3 separate regions of the Mus musculus genome follow, and regions 1 and 3 are each linked to region 2. A link is a contact called in public HiChIP or PLAC-seq data. All regions are on one chromosome and are shown on one strand. The core of a region is the stretch at or near the end of the contact, and the rest is flanking DNA. Distances in the headings are between cores, read along the strand shown.

Evidence for each region. HiChIP or PLAC-seq counts read pairs in DNA pulled down with a chosen protein or histone mark.
Region 1: a contact with region 2 is called in an H3K27ac HiChIP or PLAC-seq map of microglia, with 6 times the contacts expected there. The contact joins the enhancer-like site here to the promoter of Med14 in region 2. A contact is called at or near these places in 1 of 39 promoter capture datasets (macrophages), 12 of 484 Hi-C or Micro-C datasets (the G1E-ER4 cell line, LSK cells, embryonic fibroblasts and 5 more), 7 of 115 datasets of contacts at active chromatin or transcription factors (the SCID.adh cell line, embryonic fibroblasts, embryonic stem cells and 3 more) and 3 of 9 other capture datasets (adipose tissue, liver and pancreatic islet).
Region 3: a contact with region 2 is called in an H3K4me3 HiChIP or PLAC-seq map of the SCID.adh cell line, with 17 read pairs. The contact joins the enhancer-like site here to the promoter of Med14 in region 2. A contact is called at or near these places in 1 of 39 promoter capture datasets (macrophages), 7 of 484 Hi-C or Micro-C datasets (CD4 T cells, CD8 T cells, the N1E-115 cell line and 4 more), 7 of 115 datasets of contacts at active chromatin or transcription factors (the 230-238 cell line, CD8 T cells, the SCID.adh cell line and 3 more) and 3 of 9 other capture datasets (adipose tissue, liver and pancreatic islet).

What each region holds. Positions count from the first base shown.
Region 1 is chrX:12,811,942-12,814,776 of GRCm38.p6, reverse strand. The region is part of intron 2 of Gm14634 (predicted gene 14634); the gene reads right to left. Among named protein-coding and RNA genes, the nearest start is that of Gm14634, 51 kb to the right of the region's middle. Within about 2 kb of position 1,531, at least 37 of the 459 cell types and tissues checked have an H3K27ac peak or open chromatin away from gene starts, as enhancers often do. A contact at or near this core is called in the G1E-ER4 cell line and microglia, where this site is marked.
Region 2 is chrX:12,760,278-12,763,436 of GRCm38.p6, reverse strand. It overlaps Med14 (mediator complex subunit 14), which reads left to right and starts at 1,464. Exons shown (of 31, transcript NM_001048208.1): 1 at 1,464-1,970. The coding sequence starts at 1,738. Gm14634 (predicted gene 14634) reads right to left here and starts at 1,159. Exons shown (of 5, transcript NR_045852.1): 1 at 451-1,159.
Region 3 is chrX:12,793,392-12,796,195 of GRCm38.p6, reverse strand. The region is part of intron 2 of Gm14634 (predicted gene 14634); the gene reads right to left. Among named protein-coding and RNA genes, the nearest start is that of Gm14634, 33 kb to the right of the region's middle. Within about 2 kb of position 1,310, at least 3 of the 459 cell types and tissues checked have an H3K27ac peak or open chromatin away from gene starts, as enhancers often do. A contact at or near this core is called in the SCID.adh cell line, where this site is marked.

The sequences.
Region 1 (2,835 bases), core at 282-2,781, 51 kb before region 2:
GCAGAGAGGCAGAGGCAGAGAGGCAGAGAGGCAGAGAGGCAGAGAGGCAGAGAGGCAGAGAGGCAGAGGCAGAGGCAGGCTGGTCTCTGAGTTGGAGGCTACATAGTAAAACCCAGTCTAAAAAAAAAAAAGAAAGAAAGAAAGAAAAGGTAAGCAAAAAAGAAAAAACGGGGTGGCTGGTGAGATGACTCAGTGGTTAAGAGCACTGACTGCTCTTCCGAAGGTCCTGAGTTCAAATCCCAGCAACCACATGGTGGCTCACAACCACCTGTAACGAGATATGACTCCCTCTTCTGGTGTGTCTGAAGACAGCTACAGTATAATTACATATAATAAAGAAATAAATCTTTAAAAAAAAAAGAAAAAATGATACTTCCAAGATAAAATGGCAGGTTAGAAATTTCCTCTGAACGGCTCTGCATATAGCAGGAGTCGAGAGAACAAAGATCAGGTTGCCCCGGTTGAGAGAGAACATCTCCAGTCAAAGAGACCAAAGGGAGCTTCCCAGAGCAAGCAATGAAAGAAATTCAGGAAGAAGCAGGAAGATGCCCTCAACCCAAGCCCCACTTTCCTGAGAACTCAAGGCCACACAGCACAGCCTAAATCTGGAGAGAGCAGATAGCCTCAAGGAAAACAGTTATCAAGGCCAACACCATACACCCAGCTAAGAGTAGGGGATAACCTTGCCTGCAAACATGGAGCTCCAAGAGAAACCCATTGCTCGCAAACCTGAAATCTAAAATAGGGATTTGATGCTGTGAATTTGATGCAACTGAGAATTCCATCACATAGCTCCTCACTATCCTGAGACTGAGCTTCTCTTGGAACCTGAAAACAAAGACCAGTCAGTCCCAAGTCGAGCCTGGGAATACCTTGTGTGGTGACTAATACTGTGAGTTTGACAGGATCTAGAATCACCTAGGGCTCAGGCCGCTGGGCATGCTCTCAGGGATTATCTAGAGTAGATTAATGGAGGTGGAAGATCCTCTCCAAATATAGGTAGGTGGTGTCAGTGTTATTCCACAGGCTTGGGGCCTGAAGTCGATAAAAAAGGAGCAAACCAATCCGGCAGGGGTGGTGCACGCCTTTAATCCCAGCACTCTGGAGGCAGAGACAAGTAGATGTCTGAGTTCGAGGCCAGCCTGGTCTATAGAGTGAGTTCCAGGACAGCCAGGGCTACAGAGAGAAACCCTGTCTCAACAACAAAAACAAACAACAAGAATAACCATAAAAAAGGAAGAAGGGGGGGAGGAGGAAGTCAGCTTCCACTCTCTGCTCCTTGACTGTGACTGTGGATACAGTGTGACCAACTTCCTCAGCGTTCTGATGTCATGGCTTCCCCAAGGTGGACTACATGCACATGAACTGAAATAGAACCTTCTTCTTTCAGTTTGTAAATTAAAGTACCCAGTCAGGGTGTCCAAGAGAGGCACAGGCAGTCACGGGATTGGGAGGAGCAGGGGAGAAGCTCCAGCACTAGGGAGCTGGGGGAGTGATAAGAAACTCCACATCTGCGGTGAAGACCGAGTCCTCATTGTGCAAGAGTGCAGGCAATGAGCCTTATAGCCTGTGGGCATCTCCCTGTCACAATGTGAGCTAGATAAGGTCTGAGCAGCAAAATGAAGGCCGGCTGAGTCCCCAGCTTCTCTCCTTCAGGGTATAAGTCCATGCTCTGTTTGATCTCCCTAGCCTGCTTTGCTGTTGCTGTCCAGGCAGGTGGCTTTCTCCTCTAAGTGGTATGAAGTATTGTACCCTGAAGAGAAGGCTGCTCATAAGACCTTTGCATGAAAGAAGAGAGATCCTTTCTAACAGTGGTACAAAGGTCATTAGAAACAGAAGAGAGCCAGGTGTGGTGACACACGCCTTTAATCCCAGCACTTGGGAGGCAGAGGCAGGCGGATTTCTGAGTTTGAGGCCAGCCTGGTCTACAAAGTGAGTTCCAGGGCAGCCAGGGCTACAGAGAGAAACCCTGTCTCGAAAAACCAAAAATAAATAAATAAATAATCAAATAAATAAATAAATAAATAAATAAATAAAATAGAAACATGTCCCATGTTGGGGCTAACTTGATGGTCATTAGGTGAGGTAATCTGTTGTCCACCCTGACAACCTGAGTCCCATCCCCAAGATCCATATGGCAGAAAGAGAAAATTGAATCTTTCAAGTTATCCTCTGACAGTCACAGGATCTACACACATGCACAAATACACACAAAGCAAATACATAAAATGTAGTAAGAAACAAACTAGCAAACAAATAACTGTTGAAAGAGGGCTGGAGACATGGCCTGACAGTGCAGAGCTGGCTTCCAACAGCTGGAAAGAGCATCCCATGGTGGCTCACAACTGTCTGTAACTCTAGGTTCAGGACATCTAGCATCTTCTGGCATCTGTGGGCATCAGACATATATGAAAGTAAAACACTCTCACACATAAAAAATCATTACTTAAAAAAATAAAAGAATGCGAGAATATTTTTTCCACTCTTTATATGACAGCAGACCAAATCCAGGATATATAAAGAGGTAAAAACTTACTGATTTTGAGTACTAACTCAGAACAAATAATCCAGTCAATATATGGTCAGTTATCAAAAGAAATATGAAGAAAGAAAGACATACATACATACAGACAGACAATGAAAAAAATGCTCACCATTCTTAGTCAAGGACCAGTCAATCAAAACAATAGTGAGGTTGTGGTTTATGTGGTAAACACGGCTCAGGGGTAAAGATGCTGATCTTCCAGAAGACCTGGGTTCAATTTCCAGCACTCACATGGCAGCTCACAGCTGTCTGTAACTCCAGTTCCAGGGGATCTGACAACCTCACACAGA
Region 2 (3,159 bases), core at 215-2,714:
TCCCAGGTGAGCCTATGTCATTTAAGGAGAACCCAACTCAATAAAAAATAGCTGGGGATATAAAGGCAGAATGTTTGCCTACTATAGGCAAGGATTTGGTTGGATTCAATCCTTAGTCCTGCAAAAGGCAATGTTGTGGCAGGAGGTGGTGGTATATTCTAGCTGTCACCACAAAGAATAAAGTATGAGAGGTGATCAAAGTCAATGAGTCCGATTTGTTCATTCGGGAGTGTATTCATGCACTGTACCCCATAAACATATGCAATTTAACACTGTACCCCATAAATACATGATTTATCAATCTGAAAAATGGATGAGGTAGTGGAGGAGCTTGTGATCCCAATTACTTTGAGCTCAAGAGCTAAAAAATGCCAGCCCCGACAACACAGTGAGACCAAGAATCAAGAGCACTGCAATTGTACAAGTGGAGAACAAAGAGAATTGTCTAACCTTACGATCAGCATGAGCATCTGTTACACCTGCGAGAGATGAAGCTGCAAAACGATGTTTAGGTAGGGTCACAAAAATAGACGCTTTTAACAGTTAATTTTTCCGTGACTTGTGCGTGAGAATAGCTAGGTTACTAAACAAAAAACAAAAATAAACGCACACAAAAAAACTTTCGAAGCCCAGACATCACGAAAGACCAATTGCTTCCGAATCTATGGAGGTGGAGGGAACCCACAGACATGTTTAAAGGCTTGCAGTTCGTTTCAAACAGAAGCCAAGATTAGAAAACAGACAAAACATGTGGATTTTGGGAGAAAGAGGCTGTAGTTGGAAAGATGAAAACCCAGGCAGGATAGGGCGGCTACTGCAAGGGCAGGGACAAAAGCCAAGAACACCAGCAAAGGATTTAAGGACTACATGTGTTTCAATGTTGGGCTTTGGGTGACAGCAAAGGCGCGGCACACAGGAGACTGCATTCAAATGACGTTATTGTGTCGTTGCTCTTGTCCCACAATTGACAAAAAAAAAAAAGGAAAAAGGAAAAAAAGAGACTGTAACGTTTTCTCCCACGCGTCGCGCCAGGGTCGCCTATGGGCGGAGCGTGCGTTGGACAGTCACAGCGCGCGGTCGCCGCAGGCCGCCTTTTTGGGGCCCCGAGAGGAGAGACGGGTGGTTTCTCCGCCAACCCTTCTCCGTTCACCGTCCCGCTGCGGTCGCCTAGGCGGGGAAAAAGAGCGCTTAGGGACCACTGACGTTACTGTGACGCGGCCGCTGGACTGGCGGCGCGGCTTCCGGCGCCTTGCGCCCACCCCCCTTTCCGCTTTCCCGCCCACGCACCTCCTGGCTCCGCCCCTCTCCCACGCACCCCCTCCTCCTGTCCCCCAGAACAGCACAGCGCGGGGAACGGTCGCAGGTTGCCTTTGGAAAGGGCCTCCCGCGGGTTCCCCTTCCGTTCTGCCTGGCGACTTCCGCTCTCGGCCCAGCAACATGGACGCTATAACCCGCCGGCCGGGCGGCCGCTGAGCAGTCGCGGAAGCTTCCCCACTTGAGTGGCGGCCGGCCCGCCTCTCTGCCCTCCCGCCCCACGCTCGCCTCCCTGCGGCCGGCCGGCCCGGCCCTACATGGGGGCGGGCCTCCGCAGCTTGGGCTCGGCTTCCTGTTCAGAGGCGGCCTGGCGCTAGGCGGCGGCCACTCTGCCCGCGCCCGCCTCGGTGCGGTCACCGAGCCCGGGAGGAGGCTCCAGGGCCGCATCTCAGGCGGTTGCCCCGAGCCGGGCTGTACGCCGCCATGGCCCCAGTGCAGCTGGACAACCACCAGCTGATCCCTCCTGGCGGCGGCGGTGGCAGCAGCGGCGGCGGAGGCAGCAGCAGCGGCTCCGCGTCTGCCCCGGCTCCCCCGCCGCCCGCAGCCGCTGTGGCGGCGGCAGCTGCGGCGGCAGCTAGCCCTGGATACCGGCTTAGCACGCTCATCGAATTTCTGCTCCACCGGGCCTACTCGGAGCTTATGGTGTTGACGGACTTGTAAGTGCTGCGAACCCATGCCTGCTTCCCGGCTCCTCACTTGCCCTTCCCGCCTTCAAGAGAGGCTTATGCTTGCCATTTACTGAGCTAGGCTGCTGAGCGTAGAATTTGGAAATTCATGGGGTTTAGGTTCTGGGGACAGGGAGGAGGTAACTATTGGGGATCTGGTTGACGATGAAAGCACGGAGACTGGTTAGTTTCGCATGTTAACACTTGCGCTGAAGATTGTCTTTGGGATTTTTGTCTTGAGTTCCCAACAGAAGTGTATTAATTTCTATGTGGAATATTTTCTAAAAACCTAAGTCGAAGAGTAAGCATTGAGGACTACGTAGAATTCGAACTGAACGGGATTTTCAACGAAGGGAAATGTTTTACATCTTTTTTGACAATGTTTTAAATGAAGGTTGCAATTGTTTCTCTTAAAATGCCGGAGGTCGATTCTGTGTAAAACAATTACATTATAAATTCTGATTCTTTCTGCAACATTTGAAAGCGTGTTAAGTCTTTATGGATGTAGTGAAAGTAGAATACTTTTTTTCTAATGAGCCTCCGGGTTTCAGTCTAGTTACCTATGAAATGCCTTGGGGCGTGATTAGGGTGTTAATACCTTCAGAGTACAAGCCGACTACACGGATGGTTCACTATGTGAATAAAAGGTACTAGGAAAATTTGAAACTCTTTAGCATCTTCTACCTGAGGTCCATAAAAGTTTTCTTTTTACCTATTGTTAGGCTCCCTCAGGTTTCCAGGGAAATACGTTAGTATGTAGACGCTAGGATGTATCTTGCAATACTTTGTTACTGGAGAATTACATTGTACATGACTAAAAGAATTAGGGCGGGCTTCACTTACTCTTGTAAAACATTCCCTTTCAGTTTTGATGTACAATATTTTATTGAATGAGACAAAGCTTAACCTTATCAAAAGTGGTGGCGGTATTACTATTCTCCTTACTATTGAGACGGGGTCTTCCTGTGTAATCGGGCTGGTCGCTAACCTTCAGTTCTGGCTCAGCCGCTTTAGTGTTGGGATTACAAGTATGAGCCACTACACCTGGCTGAGATTTTTTTTTTTTAACACACGATTTCCTCATCTAGTAAGAGCTAGGATTACAGGTGTGTGTACGTCCCTCACCCCGTATGGCTTCTGACTGAGTGATCTGTCAAGCTTAGTTCTTGTAGTAATGTAC
Region 3 (2,804 bases), core at 61-2,560, 33 kb before region 2:
TAACTGGTGTGTGTGTGTGTGTGTGTGTGTGTGTGTGTGTGTGTGTGTTTCATTCGAGAATCCAGATAGCTCTTGAGCGGGTATGCGGGTGCTCTGGAATGGGAGTACAAAGTGATTAGCTAACTACAGGTACAGACATGGTCTCATTATATAGTTCAGGTTGGCCTTGAACTTATTATGTAACACACACCTCCTGATACCTCTGTATCAGATTCCTCAATTCTGGGATTGCAGATGTGTGCTATTATGCCCGGCTTTCTGAGGGACCCTAGGGAAAAACATCTTTCCTGGCCTCTTGAGGCTCCAGGCAACTCCTGCATTCTGTGGCATTCTGTGCATACCCCGCAGCTCACTGTCACCTGAGAACAGGGCCTCCTTCCTCCTGTGTGTCTCTGTTGTCTAAATCTCCTTCTTTCCCTTATAAAGACATGGGCTGGAGAGATGATGGCTCAGCAGCCAGGTAAAGGTACCTGTTGCCAAGCCTGATGACCTGGGTTTAATCACCAGGACCCACATGTTAGAAGGAGAAAACCAACTTCTTCAGGTTGTCTTCAGACCTCCACATGTGTGCTGTGCTGTGAGTGATCTCTCTCTCTCTCTCTCTCTCTCTCTCTCTCTCTCTCTCTCTCTCCTCTCATGCATATTAACTAAAACGGTTTAAAGAGATAGCAGCCACCCTATTCCAGTGTGACTTCATCTTAACTGAACTATACCAACTGTGGTGAACATATTTTGAGGAGATAATATATGATTTTCTATGCTGTCAAAGAATCACCACAGACTTAGCAAGTAAAACAACAATGATTTCTTTCTAGGTCACAAGTCCAGACAGGCTCAGACGATTTCTCTGCTTCAGATTGTACAAGGCTGAAATCTATTTGCTGGTAAACCTCAGCTCTAATCTAGTTGGTACGAGGTAGCCTCAGAGACAATCTGGGCTAAGTGAGACTGTCTCAAAAAAAAAAAAAAAAGTCTAAAAACAATGACCAGGAAAAAAAAATTCGAAAGGGGATAGAGAGATGGCTCTTCCAGAAAACCTGGTACCTCTACTTCCACACCCATTTAGGTTGGCAGAATTCAGTTCCATGCAATTTTAGTTTTGAAATCCTGAGTTGCTTGCTGGCTGCCACCAGGGGTCATGCTTAGCTTCTAAAGGGTACTGTGATCCTTGCACATGGCTTCAAGTAATTGGCAGCATGTCTTTCTTCTGTTTCAAACCCGACTTTACTTTCTGTTCAACCCTGTAAACATGCACACACACATGCAAACCAACCAAATCAAAATAGGCTCATGGTGGTGCATAGAGGCTCACACTGGCAATCTCTGAACTTGGGAAGCAGAGGCAGAGGGTTTCCACAAATTTGAGGGCAGTATGGGTTAAGTGAGACTCCACCACCCTCAAAGGCTAAAAACAACAACAGGGGCAAAAATCCAAAAAAGGGCTAGAGAAATGGCTCTTCCAGAAAACCTGGGTTCAATTCCCAGAACCCACATGGCATCTCACAACCATCTGTAACTCCAGTTCTGAGTTACATGGGATGATCAAAGAAAGCAGGTCACTCCAGGATGAAATGTGGCCTTGAAGGCAGCAGGGAGGTCCAGCCTCTGATGGACTGAACCTCAAACTACTGTATAGAAGCATAGTCATTGATTATCTCACAAAGTTGCTTTGGGGGTAAAATAAGTTTCTCATATCAAATCTATAGTTCTTGAAGGAGCACCTCACAGTCTCTGTCCTTACTGTGCACTGTTTGCAGCACTCAGTTATGCAGGATGTTCCAGGTGTGCCAGGACCGTCTTCTGACTAAAGCATGCAAAGGTTGTAAAGCGCCCGCAGGAAAACAACTCTGGAAACCAGAGAAAACCATCACTATTTTCTTTGTTTTTTTTTAAAGATTTATTTATTTATTATATGTAAGTACACTGTAGCTGTCTTCAGACACTCCAGAAGAGGGGATCAGATCTCGTTATGGATGGTTGTGAGCCACCATGTGGTTGCTGGGATTTGAACTCTGGACCTTCGGAAGAGCAGTCGGGTGCTCTTACCCACTGAGCCATCTCACCAGCCCTCATCACTATTTTCTACAACAATTTCTTAAAGGTCGAAGAACTTCTAGAAAACAACAACTTCATTCTGATGTTCACCTAAGATATAATGACTCTACAACTTATTTTCCCTCTATAGTATCCAATGCTCTCTTCTGGTCTCTGAGGGCTCCAGGCATGCACATGGTGCACAGACTGGGGAGGTGGAGGCAGGAAGATCCTGAGTTCCAGGACAGCCTGGTTATTTGAGACCCCGTCTAACACATATCCTACCCACCTAAGAGGCACTAGGCTAAAGCAGTTTTAAAACCCAGCTGAGTAACTCCTTTAAGTGTTGAGACTGGTAAAAAAAAAAAAAAGCCTCACGACTCCCAGTTTTGCCCTTAGGCCTTCTGGCTCCTCCCTTTGAGTCATCCTTTTTTTTTTTCCATGAAAGGTAGAAAGTATTTACATCCTGAGTAATTTCATTTTATGTATATGTGTGTACAAGTGTGTGGGGGTACCTGAGATCAACCTTAGCCATCATCCTTACGATGGCCACCCATCTTGTTTTTTAAGATAGGATTTCTCACTGGACTGGTTTGCCACGTAGGGTAGCCTGGCTGGCTAGTCAGCCGGAGGGGTCCTTCTGTCTTGGCCTCCCCAGCACTGAGAGTGTGCCACCATGTCTGGCATTTTTACATGGGTTATGGGGATCAAATTCAAGTACTCATGCATTTTACTGAGCTATCTCCCCAGACCTACAGACATTTCTCCTA